Linked DNA regions of Anas platyrhynchos: all the other regions are linked to region 2. The links are chromatin contacts, called in public Hi-C maps. All regions are on one chromosome and are shown on one strand. The core of a region is the stretch at or near the end of the contact, and the rest is flanking DNA. Distances in the headings are between cores, read along the strand shown. Region 1 has its middle 10 kb from the start of TRNAT-CGU. Region 2 overlaps LOC101798301. Region 3 overlaps LOC101798301.

Region 1 (3,489 bases), core at 313-2,812, 72 kb after region 2:
AGGGAAGGATGCACATGGCCTCGCAGGAGCGAAATCCGGGCGCTCGCTGCCTGCTAAGGCAGGGCTCGGGCACTGCGGGGGGGCGGCCGCGGCATCTCCGACGGCCCCGCTCGTTCGAGGCCCCTCCGGGAAGGGAAGGGAAGGGAAGGAAGGCACTTACGGCTGGCCGCCTCCGGCCGCTCCCCGCGGCCCCGGGCAGCGGCCCCGCCGCGCTCCGTCTTCGCCCGCTGCGAGCCCGGCAGGTCCTGGGAGCCGAGAACTGGGACTTTGTAGGCCAGTTGAAGCCACGAACCTCTCATCTCGCCCGCAAAGACCCAGCCCTCAGCTCGCCCGATCAGGCGCAGGCTGTGATTTATTTTTATTAGCACCGCTAGTGTTTTCATTCAACTCCTCGCTCCGGCCGCTGCCTGCCGCAAGCGCGGAGCCCCGGCCCCGGCCGGAGCGGGGCCACCCCCGGCAGCAGCAGCCGCCCCCTCCCCGGGCCGGGCCGGGCCGGGTCGTGTCGGCCGGGGGTGCCCGGCCCCGAGAAAGAACCGGAGCCGCCGGCAGCCCGGTGCCTGCCGCACCTCGGGCCGGGCCCCGCAGCCCCCGGGCCGGGCCCCGCAGCGCACCGTGACTCGGCACGGCAGGAGCCCGAGCCGCGGTACCTGCTCTGAGCGCCCAGGGGGGCTCGGGAGAGGGGCTCGGGGGGACCCCCTTGGTCCCCGTCCGCCCCCAAAGCCGCGGGGCCCCGGCACGGCTCGGGCTCAACTACGAGAAGCGGGGAGAGGCGGCGGGCGGCCGCGGTGCCCCCTCTCCTGCCTCGCCGGCTGCTCGCAGGCGGGTATTTAAGCTGGTACCGAGCACGGTGAGATCTTTTCCACCCTTCCTCTTTGCCCTCGCAAAAGGCGAAAGAAAAAAATCAGAAATTCGTTGCCACAAGGGACGTTGCAACATTGCTCTCGGCTTTTCAAGCGCTGCGTTCGCCCCGGCGTGCTTTAGAAGTCCCAACCCAAGAAGCAGCAGAAGAGAAGTAGGGGAAAAGGGAAAAAAAAAAAAAAAAAAAGAAAGAAAAAAACACCCCCAAAAGCAGCAATTAAAACCCAGCACCCCAAACCCCTCAAACCAGCAAGAGGTGAGCTGCTCCGTGCGGCGCGGTCCCGGCGCGGCGGTGCTCGGTGGCCGGCTGCAGCCCGGTGCCCGTCCCTCGAAAGTTTGCTCCACGTGTTGCGGCCGCGGCCCGGGAGGCTCGGGGAGGCTCAGGGCCGGCTCCCGGGGGCGGTGCGGGCCCCGCCGGCCCCCGCCGCGCACGTTTAAGGAAGCGGCCGGTCCCCACCCCTGCGCCGGGCAGCTCCCGCCGCCAGCCGGCCGGGCGAATTTGGGAGGCTCGCCCGGGCTGCCCTCTCCACCCCTTCGCCCTCCCCGGAGCTCCGCCGAGCCCCGTGCACGAGGAGGGAGGCGGCCGCCGATGCCCGCCGCCGTCCCGCCGGTGCCCGCCGCCGCCGCCGCCGCCGCCCACCCCGCGCTCCTCCCGGCGGCGCCTCCGCCGGGGCATTGCGCCGCGCCGACCTGCGCGCCCCGCGGCCCACCGAGGGCGGAGGGAGCCCCCTGCCGGCCGCCCGGGGCCGCCGCCGCCGCCCTTCTTCCTTCCCCCGAGCCCGGGCCGCCGGCAGGAGCCCCCCGGCCTCGCCTCGAGCCCCCCGTGCGGCCCCGACCCCCGCAGCGGTAGCCCCGCGCCGCAGCTCCCCACGCGTGTCCTGAGCTCGCTCGGCCTCCTCCTGCCTCCTTGAGCGGCGGCTGGCGCAGCCGTGGCAGGGCCACCCTCTGCCTGGCCTCCTGGGGGTCCCGGAGCTTTTTACCTACATCTCTGGAAGGGCTGGGTGAACGTACCTGCCTTAGCAGGGCAACCTGCGCACCAAGTGCTGCTCTCACGGCTGGAGATGTAAGGCTTTAGTAAGGACACATTCACTTACACACGCAGACAGTTAAAAAAGGCCTTTAAGGAAACATCACAGGCCTTCTGTAACGTAAGGTCAAGTCAGAAGGGATGGCTGAAATGCCATGAAAAAAAAGATAATTTTCTGTCTTCCAGCTTGCTGATCTTACAGTGTCCCTCTGCACATCCTCACCTGCTTTGTGTTTCTGAGCTTTGAGGTTTCCTGCAATGATACCTCTACATGCTGTGGATATGCACCTGGCATGTGTGGGCTCTGCCCCCAGGTTGTGTGGGACTGGCCAGTTACTGCACCTCCCTTTAATCTCTGCTCCAGATCCTCCCAATGACAAAGTATGAGGGAAAGGGGACAAAACAGGCACATACCACAAAGAGCTCCGCTTCCCTTGATGATGCCCACAGGCAGCTTACTGTGCTGTGACAGCAAAGGGGTGACCAGTCCAGCGAGAGGCAGCATGCTGGAGCCACAGGAAATGTAGGGGATGGCCTGGAAGGTTTTATCCTACAGAGACAGAGGACATCAGTCATTGTTTCTGTTACATGCCGGTTATCAAGGTGATGTTGACTGAAAATCACAGCAGGAACGCAGCTCCATCAAGTTGAGCAGCAGTCCCACAAAAGATGCTGGCTAAAAGGAGCTCACAAAATAAATTGGGATTACCAACGCATGGGAACGCTACCATCATGCCTTCTGCACCTGGTAGGAAAACCTCAGCTGAGCAAGAAGCTCCAAACGGGGCTTCAGGAGCTAAAGGTAACAAAAATCAAAGCCAGTATCCAGAGCACTCATCTTTGCAATATTTGGGTTCAGCAGAACACAAAAGTACATCCCTTGTGTCTATATTGGATTTATCCCTGTGTCCATACAGAAGCAACCTGTGACACCTACGTGCATGTAGGTTGCACTAGGAGCCTTTACGTGCTCAGAACTTCATGGTACCAGCATCGTTATGGTCATGGCAAATGACCAGTGGCTTGTGTGGACAGAACGGGACAGGGAGAACTTGAACTGATCTGTCATGTAACTGCTCCTCTCAATCGACACTGCAAAGTCATCCTCCACACAGAAGAAAGTGTTCCTTGGCTGGAAGCCTGATGAATTTTTAGAGCCAAGGAACATGTTGTTTAAAATGGATAGTAGAATGCAAAGTGAATCATGGACCATGGGCAAAAGGTTTGAGAGAGAGATGAAGTTGTATGAGGATTTGGGAATAAGGCCTACTGGAGGAAGGTACAGAAATAAAGAGTTTCTTGACCATCTGGAATGGGGACACTTGGGAGTTGTTCTACAATGATGCCCTGTGAGCACTGGTAAGAACAAAGACTTCCAAAAACTGTGTAAGACACACTGACATTTTCTTTGGTGAAGGGCATGGATTCTTTAGAAAACAGTTGGGTTCAAAGAGAAAAGTCCTCAACAGCTTTTAGAAATGAAGAGACTCACACTCATACAGACTGCAAGTTACATCCACCAACCACTTGTTCCCTCTCTTTCTCTCTCTCTCTCTTTTGTAGTATTCTTGCTCTTTGGCTGTATCAAAGAGCTAAGAGCTGTT
Region 2 (3,802 bases), core at 1,048-3,547:
AGCTGTGCAGAGGGGTATGAAACAGTCAGAAATCAGCATCATTTTGGCTAGGGTTACGTGATAGCACAGGGTGAGCAACAGTGCAGGGTGATGTCTAAAGTTTGGTTTAAGGAATTAAAGACCCTGACTCTTCCAGTGCCAGAGGCCTCTGCCAGAGGAGTGTTTTTCTCCTCTTCTCTAGCTCCCAGTATGCTCACGAAGTTCAGAGCATGTGTAAGTTCCTTTACCTGTGCAGCTTCCCCAGCCAGGACCATCAGAGATCTGCGGGACAGGCTAGAGGCAGGCGTGCTGTCACTTCCAGGCTCTGGTCGGAAGCAGCTAACCACAGCTCTGCTCCGGAGAGCCAGCCCCGTTCTTGTTCGCTTGTAGAGGAAGTGCCAAGCAAAACAAATAGTACTTGAGGTTAGAAGGCTCAAAGTCTGTTTGCATCACAAAAACCAATCTCTGCATCTACTTCTGCCATTCCAAAATCATGACAGAGAGCAGCATGTATCAGGAGGTCACAGAGATAAGCAGGACCCGGCTGACGCAATGCTGAGCCTGATGGAGGAGCTGTTATTGAAGAGCCGGCGCAGAGTGGACACATTTTCCTCCCCTTCTGTTTGTGCTGCTCCAGACAACAGTTTACTGACAAGTGATGACTTTTAATCGAAAAACCAATGGACCGGGAAACAGGATAGCCTGTAACACCCTCATATAGGATGTTGATACTAGATGTATGGTGCACACTGAGAGTCACGCAGCCTCGGGGGCCCTGCAGCAGATGGAATAAGGGTCTCTACTCAGAGACTGCACTGCCTACATTAAGAAATGGTGTGACACATACAGGAAGAAGCACAAGGTAACGCTGCTGTTCATATAATCAAGCAATTACTTGGGCTGACAATAAGGTCAGTTTGAAATGCAAACGTGTCTGATGTTCATCTACAAGGGCATGAACTACACACAGCAGGGCTGGACGGCCCGGTACTGGCTCTGAGACTGCAGCCATCAGGCTGGGGCCATGCTGCAAATTCTGCCTGATTTAAAGAGATAAAAGAGGGCAGAAAAACATGTTTAGAGTCCATGCTGTGATACTTATGGGTGCTTGACAGTATTTATAGGTGCTGTGGTACTTGTAGGTGTAAATGACAGGTTTTACATCAAATGCTGAAGCTTGTGGCCTTTCCCCACAGATGCCATCAGTCCAGGTGCACCATCAATGCCACGCACAGCTGGGAATGCGGAGCAGTTGGTGGTAGCAGATTTTGATCTGTAACTCCTCAATTTGTCCATTTCCACCTGTAGCATTTCTGCAGATCAGCCTGGCATGCCTTCAGTTCTGGTATTCGCAAGTAGGCAGCCTGATCTCACCTGGAAATCTCACCTTGCCATCTGACGTGTTTTATCTCCATTCAGCTGATGCCTATCTTGTCATAAAATTTCCCATGGCTTATCAGCACTTGACAATTAGATGCTTAACATCCCACTTAATGCAAAACAGATTATACGCTGGGAATTAACAAAACAATAAAATGCCCTCAGGGGGAAAAAAGGGCAGATTGTAGGTAGCTGCGTTAGCGCGTGTGTGCACACACTCCTCTGCACAAATACACACAGACACACACTAATACATACAAATACACACAGACACACACCTGTGGATCCGTGCCCGTCCCCACCCGCCGCGGGGCCCGGCCGGTTCGGTCCCTCCGAGGGCTGCGGGCCCCGGCCCGGGCTGGCCCCGCGGGGCGGCCGCCGCGCTCCCCCTGGCGGCCCGGCCCGGCCCCGCGCTGCGGGGGCTCCCCGCACCCAGCGAGGGCGCAGCCCGAGGCCTTTCTGCAGAGCCCCTCGCCTCCAGCCCGGTTGTTTTAACCTCGGGGCTCGCACGGGGTCGGGGCTGGAGCTTTCGGGCCCGGCTGAGGCAGGCAGGGCCGCCGCCATCGCCCCGCTGCGGGCGTCCCCTCAGCGCGTCGCTGGGCCCAACGCCTCAGTCCTGCGATTGGGCTTCCAGGGCAGGCTGTGTGTGCTCGCAGGACCTGACCTCAGGTATGTAAAAATGATGAGGGGACAGAAGGGCTGAGGGGTCACAGCGGTTAGTGAAGATTTAAAAAATATAACAGAAAAACTTTTGAAAAACCATGCGGAGAGGGGCAGTGCTCAGAGCACCCATCTGCCTGCAGACGCCCTGGGTGCCCTTACGGGACATAAGGGCCTGGTTCTGGGCTCAGCGATCCAAGTGTGCTCCCCGTGGCTCGGGGTGGTGGCGTGGGGCCGCCCTGGCCTGCCCCCCGCGCTCCCCGTCACACACGGGCTGGAGCAGAGGCTGACGCTTCCCATGAGGAATGCTTGGGATGCTCGGTCTGCACATTGTTTGGTAAACGCTGGTCTTTTGGCTGCCTGCCCTCGGAGAAGAAGAAATTTCTGTTGCAGTCTGGTTACCCTTCCAATAACTGACCGAATGCAATAGTTCAGATCCTGACGCACGGTGTGCATTCATTTAACTGCTGATTTGTGCTGCAGCGGTGCTCTGCAGAGCCCAGGGGAGACAGCAGCCCCATGATACCACACAGCTCACGTACAGAAAGCCATTCAGGCCATAAAGTGTGTAAATATACATCAGGCAGACTTCTGTTACCTCCCTTCTGAAATACGGGAATATCTCTGTCCAGTTGTGCTTCACAAAAGGTCAGTACCATTAACCCCATTTTACACAGGGGGAGACCGAGGAGTTAAGCTTTTATCTGCAGTTGTCCAGCAGACCAGGAATAACCAACAAATCCTGCGAGTGCTGGCCCTGCTCGTGAGGTCCCAGTGCCACCTCCCAGATGAGGAACTTGGCTTGTCCCATCCTCCACCACTGATTAACCTCTCTGAAGGCACTGAGACTTTGGTGACTTTTCCAAGGGCCGGGTCAGGCAATGGGTGAGGTCAGGAGCCCTGACCCATGCATGCAGGCAGCTTCACATGTGCTCCCTGCACAAGTCCTGGTGTGCTCCTGCTTCGTGCTGCATGTCATTTGCAGTTTTTAAAGCAGTAAGTGACTCTTAAAGCCAAACAAATGCCTGGCATTTGGCTGTGCCTGTGTTTTCCTGTGGCCAGGCTGACCTTTGTGAACACTACAGTCACAACTATGACAGGCAGCTCACTTGAGCTCTCCCTTCAGGGAGCTGGGGAAGTTTTGTAATTGTTTGAAGAGCCAAGAAGTCTTTCTTCAGTCCCTGATTTTCCCTCAGCAACCAACTTTCCTTCTTGATTTCTCATCTCTTCACCTTTCCCTTCCATGTAACACCCAGCTGATAGTTGTTAGCGAAACAATCCTTTTATTGATGCAGATGCAATCAGCAGAAATGCCTAGCAGTTGCAGAGTTCAGCCCAACTCTGTGAAATCACCCATAAATGTGCTTCACTTCACTAGAACTGTTCTTGTGCTCAGTCTTAAGCATGTGCTTATGTCTTTTGCAAGTCCTTGGCCCTCTCAGTCCCAACTGGGTCACGCTGATTACCGAGTAATGGCAGGATGAGGGAGAGGCTCTCATTGGGATCTCTGTGAAAGCATTTTTCTGAGCCTATGGTCAGTGGTCTGCTCTGATGGCAGATGAGTGCAATTTGTGGTTGTCCAATGAAGGAACAGAGCATGAAATCCCATATTAAGGTTCTCTTAGATATGTCTGCAAAATCCTGAATAGTGATTAAAGTGCTCATGGCATGGCTGCTGCGTGATGTGCTGTTCTCATTGCTTGCAGCTCCTTATCTGGGCCTCTTTAGCTGCTTTCTCTAACATGTTCTGCGCTTTACCAAGCTGCCATCATGCTCAAACATT
Region 3 (3,480 bases), core at 432-2,931, 99 kb before region 2:
TCTATCATGTTTAAGATTCATCTTAATTATCTTAAGAAAAATCTGGATTTTTGAGATAGTTGCTTGTTTTCAAGCTTTTTACAGTGTGTAGTATACAAGGGAGGAATGCAGCTTATTTTGCAGTGATAGAGGAAGTCTCCATGCCTGAATGCCTCATCAAATTCACTAGTAATAAACAGCATGCTTCTTCTTGCTTAGCAGTCTTACCTTCTTCAGTGAATTTCAGAAAGTCTTTTGTAGGTGAATTTCACCCTGATAAAGCATTCTGTCATAGCTCATAGCCAACTTTGTTCATTAATCTCCTATCCATACAGCTATGTACTTTTAAAATAACTTGGATATTGATCAGGATTTGGAAGACAAAGTATTTGAACTACTTTAACAGTATATGAGTTAGTCCCCACTGAACGTTGCCTGTTCTGTCTTCCGAAAAAAAGGAAAAAAAAAAAAAAAAAAAGAGCATTTGCAAACACTTCACTTGGTTTCAGAAGGAAAAAAACATTGTCAAGGGCAATAATAGCAGAAGTAGAATCCACTTATCAAACTTTCTTTGTCAAGGCTGATATAAAAATTATGTTTGGAAGGCAGCTGTGTTGTAGAGCGTTTTAGAGGCAACTGCTTGTAAACATGAATAGCTTCATGTATTGAAAAGTCCGGGTTCGCTGGAAAAAATGGCTTGAATTCCAGCATGTGATTTGCCAAATTAACTATCTATTAAAATTTATAATGGAAATTATAATGTTGCTATAGTTACCAAAGCTTCCCTAGCTCCAGGATGGCAGTGCCTTTCACTTCAAAGACTTTTTTTTTCCTCCCTTCTTTCAGTAAATAATGAAATAGTACTTCAAAAAGTGCTTTTTATTTGCATGAATTAGTTGGTGGAATTGTTGCTATGAGGAATCAGAAAAGCCAGAAATATAGCTGTTCCCCAAGCACACACTTTTATACGATGACACCTTTGAATTAAATCTCATTAAATTTTATTCTTCAGGTCTATACCGTAGGGCAGGGGTGACCATCCTTTGGCTGGGAAGACAAGTACAGCTCAGGGCGGCTCGCTGACTGTGGATAAACCTCAAACAGATACCACTGGGGGTCTCATGTGTGATACTGAGAGAACATGGTTGTGTTTGTGTGCGTTTGGGTTTATATGAGTGGCTTATGCCCACTTGGTCTTCAAATTAGTCTCTCGCTTCCAAACATTTCTGCTGTAAAGTACACCTTGACTAGCATATGAAAAGTTTGGAAGGAATGGCTTTTATGGCCAGATACGCCGTTATTATTCCGTTAGGGCTCATTTCCTCTGAAGCTGCAGGTGCTGGCACAGTCAATGTTGTGACCAATTCCTGCAGAATATTAGCACATCTGTCGGAAAGTATAGCCTGTTATTTCTACTACGAAGGGATGGACGTAAGCCCTCTGGTGAGATCCTGTTTGACAATTCCTATGCAGCTTTCCTCCCCGAGCTCAACAAATAACAATATTAGTGAGGTTATAAAAACAGCACCATGTGAAGCAAAGGAAATAAACCCAAAGTGTTTTGCTCTGTCATCTTGGCATCTGTCCTGCCCCAACAGCACATCTGCCCAGCAGAGGCCAAAGATTGAGTGCTGCTTACACAGCTTACTTCTGTTGGGGGTTGTCCTATACTGAGAAGAAAAGGGTATGCACTTGAGCATATCTTATCGTGTCCTCTAGGGTTGTTATGCAAAGACGGATTTCTTGCTGTGGACATGCCTTTTCTGCATGTTATCAAACCTTTTTTTGTTTACCCATTTTGGAGTTTCTGCTTATGGTTTAAAACAATTTTTAAGATGTGCATTAGTGTCTGTAAATAAGCGTTGGAGGGAGAGTATTTGCTAAATTAAGTTTATTTGCTTTACAGCTGCAAAGCTTTCTCCTTCAGGAAAACAATCTATCAGGATACATAAAAGCTTTCAGTAAGTTTTTGAGTGTGCACATCTGGCCAAGACGTGACGTTCCTGGTGACACAATTCCCTACCCCCTTCCTCATGGCTCTGTCCGTTGTGGGTTAGGCTGGAGAGGTGCATGAGGATTCCTTTCAGCCTGCTTCAGACACAGAGGAGGAGGATGTAGGTCTCCAGTGCACTGCTTATGGCCAGATTCATCACCTGTTTGTGGGGTTCTCCTGTCCTTGTGTCAGAAGTGCCCAAAGGCTTCCTCAAGTGAAGTTGAAAAACAAATGGTGAGGTAATATCAACTGCAAGTTTTATTACAGCTTGGATGCGTACGTAACGTCTAGTATTTCTTATATAAAAACGTTTATTTTGGATGAAATCTGCAGGTGGTCATTGTACCAACCTTCCTGAGGGTAATCAGGAGCTGAGTGGAGGAAGTTTCTTTTGAGTCTGATACTTCTAGGTCCATCTACCATGTAAGAGCCTTTATTGTCTGTGTGTTCTTGAGGTGATGTAAGAATATTCGATGTAATTGCGTACTCAGAGAAGAAAGGGATTAAAATGTGAATTTGTCAGTCATCAGTGTCCATATCCTCTTCTTCACGGTAATAAATAGGGAACTTGCTATTTAAATCCTACAGGCAGTTTTGAAAATAGCTGAAAGCCCTCACAGTTCTGCAACATGCAGTCAAGACAGTTATTTGTGAAAACAAAATGATTCCCATATGCATCTTTGCAAGTACATTTTTAGGTCCATCCAGGGCGTATTTCTGAAAGAGCTTATTCACCAATAGCAGTGTGTCTTAAGGTTCAATTTTCTGGCACACTTCAATCTGCTGCCTGAACACGTTCTGAGGGTTGGAAACATCATGTGGTTTAAATAAATAAAAACACCAAATTGCCTGCAGTGCATCTGTGCCCTCTTACTGTGCAGGTTAGCTGCTACTGTGCCATCAGCCTGACAGTTTCAATCAAGTTTTTAATGGACTCCCAGGGCTTCCCCAGTTTTTGTTCAAGCAGGCCTAGCACTTGTCCTCCCCAGACTGTTGCAAGGAAAAGCTTTATTTTGGCTTCTGATTATCCAGAAGTATAGTGATAGAAAAGAGAGAAAGTAGCCAGACAATGCTAAAATACAAGGAAAAGACCTATCTTTAGAAAACCTGTATAGCTTACATTTTGTTTTGTCAGATTAGGAAGTACAACTATAGAGCAGCCACCGATCAGACATGTCTGTAATCTCTTCCAGGCTTTGACAGATTGATCAGTTTTAATTAAGACTATATTGTTTCATTCGTTTTGCCGTTACACCTGAGAGCATTCTCAGCCTGTGCAGGTTTAGACTTGCAAACCTGAGGGGTTTTTCAAAATATAATTGTTGGTCATTTAAAAAAAAAAAAAAGAGTGTAGGCTTTTAATTTTCATTCCTGTTCAGAAAGTTTCCAAATCACCTCTTATGCTTACATTTTCAGCAGAGTTTTTTGTATATCAAACCTTATATGGAAGGAAGGGTGTTCCATAAAACCGTAACAGTTGCCCCTTTGGAATAGTTGTGGGCTAATGT

The links. A called contact is a pair of places that touch in the nucleus more often than the background predicts.
Region 1: a Hi-C map of subcutaneous adipose tissue shows a contact between it and region 2, with 2.9 times the contacts expected there. The contact joins two enhancer-like sites. A contact is called at or near these places in 2 of 8 Hi-C or Micro-C datasets (skeletal muscle and subcutaneous adipose tissue).
Region 3: a Hi-C map of subcutaneous adipose tissue shows a contact between it and region 2, with 2.2 times the contacts expected there. The contact joins two enhancer-like sites. A contact is called at or near these places in 3 of 8 Hi-C or Micro-C datasets (liver, skeletal muscle and subcutaneous adipose tissue).

The regions. Positions count from the first base shown.
Region 1 is chr19:6,093,789-6,097,277 of IASCAAS_PekinDuck_T2T, reverse strand. No RefSeq gene overlaps it. Among named protein-coding and RNA genes, the nearest start is that of TRNAT-CGU, 10 kb to the right of the region's middle. Within about 2 kb of position 1,562, at least 3 of the 8 cell types and tissues checked have an H3K27ac peak or open chromatin away from gene starts, as enhancers often do. A contact at or near this core is called in subcutaneous adipose tissue, where this site is marked.
Region 2 is chr19:6,165,831-6,169,632 of IASCAAS_PekinDuck_T2T, reverse strand. The region is part of intron 5 of LOC101798301; the gene reads left to right. Among named protein-coding and RNA genes, the nearest start is that of TRNAT-CGU, 82 kb to the right of the region's middle. Within about 2 kb of position 2,297, at least 5 of the 8 cell types and tissues checked have an H3K27ac peak or open chromatin away from gene starts, as enhancers often do. A contact at or near this core is called in subcutaneous adipose tissue, where this site is marked.
Region 3 is chr19:6,264,417-6,267,896 of IASCAAS_PekinDuck_T2T, reverse strand. The region is part of intron 3 of LOC101798301; the gene reads left to right. Among named protein-coding and RNA genes, the nearest start is that of UTP6, 28 kb to the left of the region's middle. Within about 2 kb of position 1,681, at least 1 of the 8 cell types and tissues checked has an H3K27ac peak or open chromatin away from gene starts, as enhancers often do.